Linked DNA regions of Gossypium hirsutum: region 2 is linked to region 1. A link is a contact called in public Hi-C data. All regions are on one chromosome and are shown on one strand. Each heading gives the region's core, a stretch centred on a gene start, on an enhancer-like site or on the middle of the called end of the contact. The rest is flanking DNA. Distances are from core to core; before and after follow the strand shown.

Region 1 (5,678 bases), core at 2,312-4,811:
CTAACCAAATTTATTAGGGACTTAATCCAACGCAAAGAAATGATCATTTCATTAATTTTTCATGAACTTTTACTATTTTTACAAACAAATCCCTAAATGCAAATTTCATAAAAAATCACTTTACAAAACTTGTTTATTTATCAATAATGATTCATAATTTGGTAAACATCAAGAATCATTCAAAAAAATTTATGGCATAACCCTCAATCTTTAACAGTTTTATAAATTCACCCTCGAGCTAGCTAGATTAAACTACAACGACCTTAAAAACATAGAAATCATTAAAAATAGGGCTTGAAAACACTTACATGCACTAAAGGAAGCTTGGCCAAACCTAGCCCTATCTTTAATGGTGAAATTTGAGATAGAAGAAATGAAGGTGATGCTTATTTTTTCTTTCTTTTGTTTTAGGTTTTAATTACTTAATTACCTTTTTAACCTTTAAAAACTTTATTAATTTCTTCAAAACCATGCCATAAACATCTCCAAACCATAAAAGTGGTCTAATTACTATTTAAGTCCATTCAATTTAAAGTTTCATAGCCATTTGACCCTTCTAGCTAATAGAACTCCACTTTTACACTTTTTACGATTCAGTCTTTTCACTTAATTAATCATGCAAACATCAAATTTTTTTTAACAAAATTTTACCAAAACCTTAATATAATCCCGTAAATATTAAAATAACAATAAAATAATAATTTACTCGTTAGAATTGTGGTCTCAAAATCACTATTCTGATTTCACTGAAAACGGGCTGTTATAGGAACACTCGAAGAAATGACGACTTGTTGAAGCACAAGGTGAAGTGATAGGTAAAAAATTAGTATCAAGTGGAGTGAAAAGAGAAGAAGTAGGAAGCTTAAATGAAAAAATAGTTTCATGAAAAACCACATCTCTATTTAAAAAAAAAGTTTTTGTTAAGGTTAAATAGAATATCACATTTTTGCACATTAGAGTAACCCATGAATACTGAAGAAAAGGCTTTAGGAGAAAATTTATCTCGATAATGTGGAGTATTGGCATAACAAAGACCCAAAGGTCTTGAAATGAGAAAAAAAATGGTGGTTTATTATATAATAGTTCAAAATGAGCTTTTCAAGCCAAAATAGAGGTAGGTAATCTATTAATGATATAACAAGCAATATAAACACACTCTAAAATTTAATAGGAACATTAAAGTGAAAATTGACAGCTCTAGCAACTTCTAGCAAGTGTTAATGTTTTAGGTAAATTACCAAAATAGTCACTTTTGTTTACCTCAAGTTACAATTTAGTCATTTATGTTTGAAATGCTATGTTTTAGTCAGTTGCGTTAACGTAATGTAACATTTTAGTCACTGAGCCATTAATTGCCGTTAACGATGTAATAGTAAGCTAATATGGCACGTTAAATCATCATTTCAAACAAAAATTTTGAGTTAAATTATGCAATTGGTCCTCGTATTAAATTATACAATTGGTCCTCGTATTTTTTTCTTTTTGAGCAATTTAATTTTTTCTTTTATGTTCTTTTGACTTTCCTTTTTTTCTTTATTTTTCATTCTCTTCTGTTTCTCCCTCTATTTTTCTTCATTCTCCATCTCTTTCAACTTAGTTTTTCTATGTTTTCCATTTGTTTAAACTTTTTTGTGTTCATGAAAAAGAAAAGGCGAAAGCTGAAACTAAAATAAAATTTGCTTCGCATATTTTCACCCCAGAATTACAAACCTTCATTGTCCATCATCGCTTTAACAAATCAATTTGGATCTCTCAATGACCTAGTCCACAAGCTCGCCTCACTCAAATACCTCACCAGTCGTGACTTATGGTAGTCCACCCTCAACAAAGTTTCTTAAGCCCGTTCCCTTAACCTCCTAACCAACCCCCACTTCCACCTTATCTATTGTACCTACTACATTCTCGTCCTCTTAAAACTACATTGTTTCACGGATTTTTCAAATGAGCTCTACACTCTTAATGACTAAAACGACCACTATACAAAACTTACCCTCAACTTTACCCAAATCAGTTTGGTTCCATGCTCCATTTCTCTCTTCAGTTCATCCATGCTCAACTTCTAATCAAGCTTGCTTGGGAATATCCAAGAAGGTTTTGATCAATTTTATTGTATGCTTAATTTTATTCGTCAGAAAAGAAAATGAATAATTTACACAAATCTGTAAAAATTTGGAAACAGAAAAAAAATTATTTTGAATATAAAAAATTCAATTTATGTTTAGATTTGATTAAGGATATTGTTTTTATATTGATTAGTTGGATCCAATTTTAGTTTCAATATTGGGTTATATTCAAATCAAGATTTGATTAAGAATGATTGATAATCAATTTTTAATGAAATTCAATTTAGGAATCATGTGAAAGAAATAAGGACTTGATTTATTTGGTGGGTAAAGATTACGTTTCTGTAGTAAAGAATATGAGAAGAGAGAAAAATAAAGGGGAAGAAGAAAAGGAAAATAAAGAACTAAAAAGAAAAAAATTAAATTGTTCAAAAAAATAAAAATATAGAGAGTAGTTTTAACAAATGAAAAATATAGAAAAATTACGTTGAAAGAAATGAAGAAGGGATAAAAAATTACGTTAAAAGAAATGAAAAATGGAGAAAAACAGAAGAAGAATGAGAAGAGAATGAAAAAAATAAAGAAAAAAATTCAAAGAACATAAAAGAAGAAATTAAATTACTCAAAATGAAAAAAAAATATAGGGACCAATTGTATAATTTAACCTAAAATTTTCGTTTGAAATGATTATTTAACGTGCCACGTCAGATTTTTGTTACACCGTTAATGACAATTAATGCTTAGTGACTAAAATGTTACAACACAATAACGTAGGTGACTAAATCGTAACATTTCAAAAATAAGTGACTAAAATGTAACCTAAGATAAATAAAAGTGACTATTTTGACAATTTACCCTAATATTTTTTATCAACAATTCCATTTCATTTTTAAGCATATGTTATGCGTAATTATAAAATAGATGTGGATAGAAGTTATAATGAAATTGTTACTAAAAAAAAAGTTCAAATTTAGCTGGAAATTGAGTTTTACTAAAACATGAAACTGTTTAAGCAGATTAGAGCATCACCCTTGAGTCTCTACAAGTAAATCCAAGTCATTTTGAGTGTGTGGAGGCCCAAAAGCTTCAAATCTAGGAACTATCCTGGAATTTCCTTACACATACAAACTGAAAATGAAACCCAGCCCATCTAGTAGATATGTTTCGTTTTCCCAAATGTTTATTTTTTGAGTTAATTGCACCGAAATCCTCAAACTCTGACCTTCTTTCAAAATTGATCTCCAAACTTTAGAACATTCTAAATACATCTTTAAACTATCTATCAATCGAGTTCTTTCATTATTAAAATTGTTAATTTTGTAAGATCTTTTGTGATATAATCTTATGTCATATGAAAAAATTTACATGTTATTTAATGGTTAAAATAACAGTTTTAATAATTAAAGGATCTGATTGATATAATATATATAATTTAGAGATGTATTAAAAAGGTTTTAAAGTTTAGTAACCAATTCAAAATTTGTTTGGTGTGATGAACTCATATTTTTCTCTCCCGTGTTCTCGGAAGCCAAAGCAATAAATTATTCCCTGAAAACAAACAAAACTTAAGAAATTAGATGTTTCTATCGCAGATCTACTAAAATTTTCGTCTCAGAAAGAACCTTACCCTGACAGAAGAAAAAAAACAAAAAACAAAAACCATTATCCTACATTCTTTTTCAATTTTTTTTGAATTTAAGAAACTTAGAGAAGAAAGAAAAGAGAAAAATGAACATATTCAGATTAGCAGGGGACATGACCCACTTATTTAGTGTTCTTGTTTTGCTCCTCAAGATTCATACCATCAAATCTTGTGCTGGTACGTCCAGTTTTCAAATATTTACTTCAATGTTCTTCTGGGTTCATTACATTTCACTGCATTTCATTTTGTATTTTTGAATAATTTACCGCTTTAAGATTACAAAAATGGAATTTCAAGGTTATATTGAATGTGGGGTTCTGTTAATTAGTTGTCTTGTTTGAGTTGTTGTACATGGCATTCGATATCCAAACTGGAATCTTGTGAAACGTGGATGTGTAGCTTAATGAAAATGCGACATTTTTTTTTTCCTGTTAGTCGGAAAGGAATTCTTGTATTTTTCTGAATGGGCTTTTAATCATTTGAATGTATATAAATTGTGTATCTGCAGTTTTAGAAGCAAGGATATATGATCATGTAGTACTTTTGTTTTAAATTAAATCAAACTTGGAAACTGTCGTGAACTGAAGACTTGAATACAAGTAATTTGTCACTCCACCATTGGAATCTTTTGCTAGTTGTTGGATTTAATGAAAATATTTAGATAGAGGTCCAAGGGGTTTGTATTAGGTAGATTTGGGAGGGTTCATGGTTTGTTAACCTGAACTTCCTAAGATGGCATCTTATTTTTGCTTGTTTTCCTTCTATCTGTAGCTAGAAATATGTCGGGATTTGAAACAGTACTAGTATTCTTCTGGCTAGGAGATTTTATGGAAATCAAAAGGCAGATTAGATCATGTAGAATTATACTGTAGGTTTGTGGTTTTTATTCTTGCTGGCCTCAGATTTCTTGACAAACTAGATAAACCATATATGATAAGGCCTAAAACTACAGCTGTAGCTGAGGTAGTTTTTGGTTTTTTCTCTTGTTATGAGGAGTTGATTTGGGGTCAATGCTACCTAACTTTAGACTTGCTTGATTGGCTTATGGGGAAGTTTTCTTTTTCTTTTCTTCTTTCCTTTTAAATGTAACTATGGGATAGGATGACAGAAGTATTCATGGGTGGCTATAGCCATTTACTCTTTGGAAGTCAAGGTTGTCACTATAAGAAGTTAGATTTTGATGGCTTTGGATCTTTTATCCTTGATGCGATTTCTTATATTTGTGCAGGCATTTCCTTGAAGACTCAGGAACTTTATGCTACTGTCTTCACTACTCGTTACCTGGATTTATTCACTACTTATATTTCTCTCTACAACACAATCATGAAGCTAATATTCCTGGGGAGTTCTATCTCAATTGTATGGTACATGCGACATCACAAGATGGTTCGTAGATCTTATGATAAGGACCAGGATACATTTCGCCATTATCTCCTTATGCTGCCTTGCCTATTGCTTGCCCTTCTTATAAATGAGAAGTTCACCTTTTTGGAGGTATTGAAATCTTTCTTCATATTACAATCAGGTTGTGTGCTAAATTTATTCTGGTCAACTTAGAAGCTATATTACAGTGTGTTTATACTAATTATTTGTTGAGGGATTATCAGGCTCTATTATTTTTCAGACTATAATTTCATCTATTGGTATTTGTCTCTAAATATTGGTTGAGCAGGTCATGTGGGCATTTTCCTTATACTTGGAAGCAGTAGCCATACTTCCTCAGCTTGTATTGTTGCAAAGGACTAGAAATATTGACAACTTGACAGGACAATATGTGTTGCTCCTTGGGTAAACTCCGCTCTATAAATCCTATACATTTTCAAGTTTGCCATGATTTTATTATATTGCCTCAAAGGACGCTTACTTCCGTGCTTTCATTTGCATATAGTGTTGCTTCATTTTGTATTAGAATATGCTTAGTTGAATGGAAAAGGGGAAGGATGAAAAGAGGTGAGTGGAAAAAAAAATAAATT
Region 2 (5,532 bases), core at 359-2,858, 140 kb after region 1:
TTTTCACAGATGTCCAAATGAACCTTGACAAACACATATATTTATTCCACCTATCTCGATTCATAGTTGTGTCATGATGAAGAAAAGAATCTATAACATTCCCTAGATTCCTTAAAATAGATTCTAAAGAAAAACCTAGTAAAAGAACATGCACTTGAATAGAAATCCATGTGATTATAATCAATATCCTTTGATTCTCTCCTTTGGCCAATTGATGTATTAGAGGAGTAAAATTATTAAAAGAACAGAACCTCAACTTATCATATTCTTCAGATCAACCGTATTTATAATTTAATGAGATAAAGATTTTCCCCCAATAATTAGATATTCATCCTTTGAATCGATCTCCATATGTTGAGAAGGGTTCTCTCCGTTGTTCTCCATTGCAAAAAGTGATAATTCGTTCTCCTAAAAATTCCGAACTAAACATAGATTATGATCAATATCATTCTTATAAATTTCCTCCAGTAGAAAATTTGTTCATCTTCTTTAACTAGAATCTACAACGCTTGAAACTCAGGATCCATACCTGATGCAAAAATGAAACAAATTGACTAAATAATACAAAAACCATGCATGATAAAAGCCATTTTACTGCATTCTACTCGATATTATAATGTAAACCTTTCAAGATAATCCCATTAATAGATTTGTGACAATTTCAACTATCAATAAACATAACCATGTGTGGCATTCTCAAATTGCTATCTATTTAATTAATGATTTATTGTATCTTTCTGTATTCTTCCAACATGTGCAATTTAGTATTAATTTTTTTTATTCTTCATGCTTGTTTTATGGTTCATACTTACGGCTCGTGGTTGCATATCTCAATAATGTCATTTACAAAGTTCGAACATATATTCTCTTTTTGGGAGTGTAATGTACCCTACCACCACACCCAATATTTGTTGGTAAATTTAGTGTTACTTTTAATCCTAGGAATTAATCCGTCCACTATTTTATTTAATAATAGAAATCTAATTGATGACATTATTAAAAGGATTTTTATTAAATTAGATTAGGCGGCATTTCTAAGATAAAAATTGTTGCTTACATACTAATATTACACTATTGAAAGATCAAATAAGTAAATACAAATGTTGAATTTGGGATTGTAAAGTTTTTGGTTTTGAGTCCACAGTTTTAAAGGTCCTATAGCAATAAACAAAGTGAAAGTCGATACTTCAGGTTTTTTTTGTTTGTTTTACATGACTTCTATATGTAATTTTATATCGGTCAGATGAATTTTTTTTAAAGTTTAAAATTGCCACAAAATCCAATTTAATTGAAATCTTTTGATGATGTTATCAATTAGATTTAAATTGTTAAAGCAAAAGAAAATAGGGACTGAATTTATGAAATTAAAATTAAAAGGATTAATTCATAAAAAATGCAGAGTATATGGGCTGGAAGCAGAATTAGACCTTAGTTAATGTTTTATGAGATGAAAATTATATTCTCGTTTTCCTTTTCTTTTCTTTTTTTTTTTGTACAAAAAATTTATCATTCATTCACCCCGGTTGCTGGTCCCAGCTGGTCGTCAAGTAAAAATAGAACTTTGTGAGTGACTTGATAAATTGAGTTTGTCTTTAGTGATATAAAACCAAAAGTCTTGCCATACACGAAAAAAAGAACTCAATCCAAGATATCTCTTGTGCTTCAACATATCCATCTGAAGATGCTTGTTAAACCAACAAATTGTGGTAAAATAAACCCTTTTTAAGTCTAAAAGTATCTCAAATAAACCTGGTTGCTGTATCAATCCAAGAAGCTATTCATTCTTCAAGAACTACAGTCTATAATACACTAGAAGGCAGCCAAGGGAAAACAAGTGTATTGAAGAGGAAAACGATGATTGGCATCAAGGATCTGTACAGTGTTCTGACTGCAGTTGTTCCTCTTTATGTCACCATGTTCTTGGCTTATGGTTCAGTAAAATGGTGGAAAGTATTCACCCCCGAACAATGTGCCGGCATCAACAGATTCGTCGCCATCTTCGCCGTTCCGCTCCTCTCCTTCGAGTTCGTTTCGAGGATAAATCCTTACAAAATGGACCTCCTTTTCCTTGCCGCTGATGGAGTCTCAAAAGTCCTGATATTGTTTGCTTTGCTTTGTTGGGCCAATTTCACAAAGAGAGGCGGCCTGGACTGGTCTATCACAGTTTTCTCACTTTCCACACTCCCAAACACTCTTGTCATGGGGATTCCCCTACTGAAATCCATGTATGGGGATGACAAGGAATACCTAATGATTCAAGTTGTGGTGCTGCAATGCATAATCTGGTATACCCTATTACTGTTTTTGTTTGAATATAGAGAAACAAGAACTGAAGTCTTGAGCAAGTTCAAGGAAAGTAGTGTTAGTTCTAAGAACTGTTGCAGTGAAGATGAAGTCATTAATGTTATTGCCACAACATCATCTAACCAGCAGCAGCAGCAGCAGCAGACGGCTCAAAATGCAAACAAGATTGCACCAGATCAATCTCAGCGATTCAGGCCTATGGTAGCAGCATCGATGGAGGGTGAGGGTAAAGAGCTCCATTTATTCATTTGGAGATGTGGATGTTGCATTTCAACTGGCAAGTCTTAACAGCTAACACTACAAATTTCGAAATTTTAATCCATATATATTTCTTCCACATTTCGCATGAATTGTTCTGATGTATGAATGATATCTTAGATGGGACAAGTACTACCTGTGAGAAGCAGTCAGTGCAAGCTGGTCAAAGAGAAGAAAGCAGTAGTACTGCAAAGGGGGTTGAGAGTGTGAAGCAAGAGAATGTCGAAAATGCTAGCATTCCCTCTTCTTTTTCTCCATCAATGCTCCTCAAAATATTGAGAAAAGTCTGGCTCAAGCTTGTGAGGAACCCTAACTCTTACTCAAGTTTGCTGGGTCTTAGCTGGGCTTTAGTCTCTTGCAGGTTCTTTTAGGCCTCACTTACTCACTTTCTAAATGCTATGTTGCTCAGACTCGGAATGAGTGTCGGGTACCCTATGTGTCCAACACGGTTATATTCAATATTTTAAATCTATAAATACGATGTATTGGATACGAACACCTCAAAGAAAACAAGGAGTCAGAGTAATATAGTGTAGATGTTCACCCTATTCCAGCCTTATTAACTGGTCAATTGCTTTTGTCTACAGATGGGACATAAAGAAGCCCCAAATAATGGAAAATTCAGTCACGATATTGTCAAGTGCAGGTCTTGGGATGGCAATGTTTAGCCTTGGTAACATCTTTTTATTTTTTCTTTTTTCTTAGGAAAACCCCATTAATCAAAAAGTTGAATAAGAATTAAGCTAAAATTTGTTAATTGTATAAGGATTATTCATGGCTTTGCAACCAAGGATCATTGCCTGTGGAAAGAAGCTGGCTTTATATGGGATGGTAGCTAGGTTTATAGCAGGACCGGCAGTAATGGCGATAGCATCCATCGCAGTTGGCCTCAAAGGCACTACCTTAAAGTTGTCTATTGTACAAGCAGCATTGCCTCAAGGAATTGTCCCTTTCGTTTTTTCTAGGGAGTATAATCTGCATCCTGATGTATTGAGCACTGCGTGAGTTACACCACAAAATATCAAATGCAGTTAATCTATATATATATATATATACCGCAAATACATACAGGACTGTAATCTAAATTGTACTAATATCTGTGTTTGTATGTGCAGGGTGATATTTGGAATGATAGTTTCTCTGCCCATAACAATAGTATATTACATTGTGTTGGGTATTTGAGGAGTCATATTTGGAAGGATGAAAACATAAACATGAGGAACTCAGCAGCATTGTTCAGAGAGATCCAGGGTTATGGTCAAAACCAGCAGCAGCAATATTCATATGTTTTTGTGCTGAGTTGATGTTTAGTTTTGCTCAGGCATGAAGCAGCACCGGGTTCTGAGTCTTTTTATTAAACTCAAATACTACCCCCCCTATTGCCTAATCCGTTTTTGAAGGGTACATTTCATGCATTCAGAGCTCATGTATCCTGTTTCTATTATGTATATGTATATGTATACGGCATGAACACATAAGAAACTTCATATCAAACATTGCCAATGAATTAAGTCTCGTAATCCATAAATCATAGTGCTTAATACATCAACTTCAATCCTCAAAAGCAACGGCGAAGCCATGAATGTTTATAAGGGCTGGATGTTTATATAAAGTAATACCTTTTTATTGGTCTAGCTTACTTGAACAAACTGCTTTCAAAATCTAAGTTAATTTTGATCACCCAAATTCACATTTTAAAAAAGTAAAATATATTAAATATTACAATTATTTAAGTTTTTCTTATCAAATTAACATTATTTTCTTACCAATTTAATATTTAAACACTACCTTATATTAATTTATCAAATTAAATTAAAAGTGTTATCAAATATCTTTTTTATCAAATTAATATTCAGATACTAGTTTATATTAATTTATCAAATTTAATATAAAAAATTATAAATTATATAAAAGAAATCAAACTAAATTTCTTTAGAAAACTGGGGGAGGGGCAAACAAAATTATCATATTTTTACACATTAATTATAATATTAAAATAAGATTTAAGAAATTTAGGGGGCTGGATCCCCTTTCAGCTCCCCTAAACCCGTCTTTGCTCATAAAAGACTGGGTCATTAGAAGACATAAAGGTTCTTCATCATGATTGTCACTACAATATTGGTCCTATCCATCCATATGTGTCATTTTAATTCTAAATTAATATCAAAGTAATTTAAATTTTATTTTGGTTAAATATTTTTGTGTATATTAGTTGTTTCAATGCACCTAAATCGATTTCAGCCAATATTTACCTACATTGATGCGTATCATTAAATTGTAATAATTTAAATCAATTTTTTCTTTAGATTAATGTATTTTATTTTATAATTAAATTAAAAAAACAAATTTTTAAACTTTTTTTAATAAATTTAAGAGATAAATATCAAAATTATACATGAACTTTAGTCTAAAGTGGAATTTGGTGCAATTATATACATGAAACTTTGATTATAATTTAAATGTATACACGAAACTTTATTTTTATTCAGTTGTATACATTAAAGAAAGAAATATATCAATTTATTCTTATATTGAATAAATATAATTATCTGTGTATACAATATGTTAACTTGAAATGATGTTTATCAATAACTATGTTACTGATTGTGAAAATTGAATCAAAACAATATTTATGTTACGTTTGGTAGAAGTATTATTTATTCACCAGATTTTAGAATACGAATAAGCAATAAACTAATTTTGATTGGTAAATTTTAGTCACTCATGACTAGTTTTGGAAAAATAGAAGGAAATATTTTTTTGTTTATTTTCAAGAGGTTTTATTTTTAATAAGAGTTTTTCCTCATCTTTCTACTTTTAAGTTTAAATTTTTATCAACTTTTTTTTTATTTTACGTCTAACTATTGTAACATTTATGTAATAAATAAGTTTTTTCCTTGTGTCATTCCATTAGAAACCAAACGAGACAGTGTATAAAATTGTACAAAATCAAAGTTCATGCATAATATT

Evidence for each region. A called contact is a pair of places that touch in the nucleus more often than the background predicts.
Region 2: a Hi-C map of leaf shows a contact between it and region 1, with 3 times the contacts expected there. The contact joins the promoter of LOC107897140 here to the promoter of LOC107897138 in region 1. A contact is called at or near these places in 5 of 34 Hi-C or Micro-C datasets (callus, leaf and petal).

The regions. Positions count from the first base shown.
Region 1 is chrA10:70,370,940-70,376,617 of Gossypium_hirsutum_v2.1, forward strand. It overlaps LOC107897138 (ER lumen protein-retaining receptor), which reads left to right and starts at 3,562. Exons shown (of 6, transcript XM_016822484.2): 1 at 3,562-3,882; 2 at 4,934-5,199; 3 at 5,378-5,493. The coding sequence starts at 3,792.
Region 2 is chrA10:70,514,147-70,519,678 of Gossypium_hirsutum_v2.1, forward strand. It overlaps LOC107897140 (probable auxin efflux carrier component 1c), which reads left to right and starts at 1,609. Exons shown (of 5, transcript XM_016822487.2): 1 at 1,609-2,581; 2 at 2,683-2,923; 3 at 3,150-3,235; 4 at 3,329-3,563; 5 at 3,678-4,069. The coding sequence starts at 1,855. The coding sequence ends at 3,744.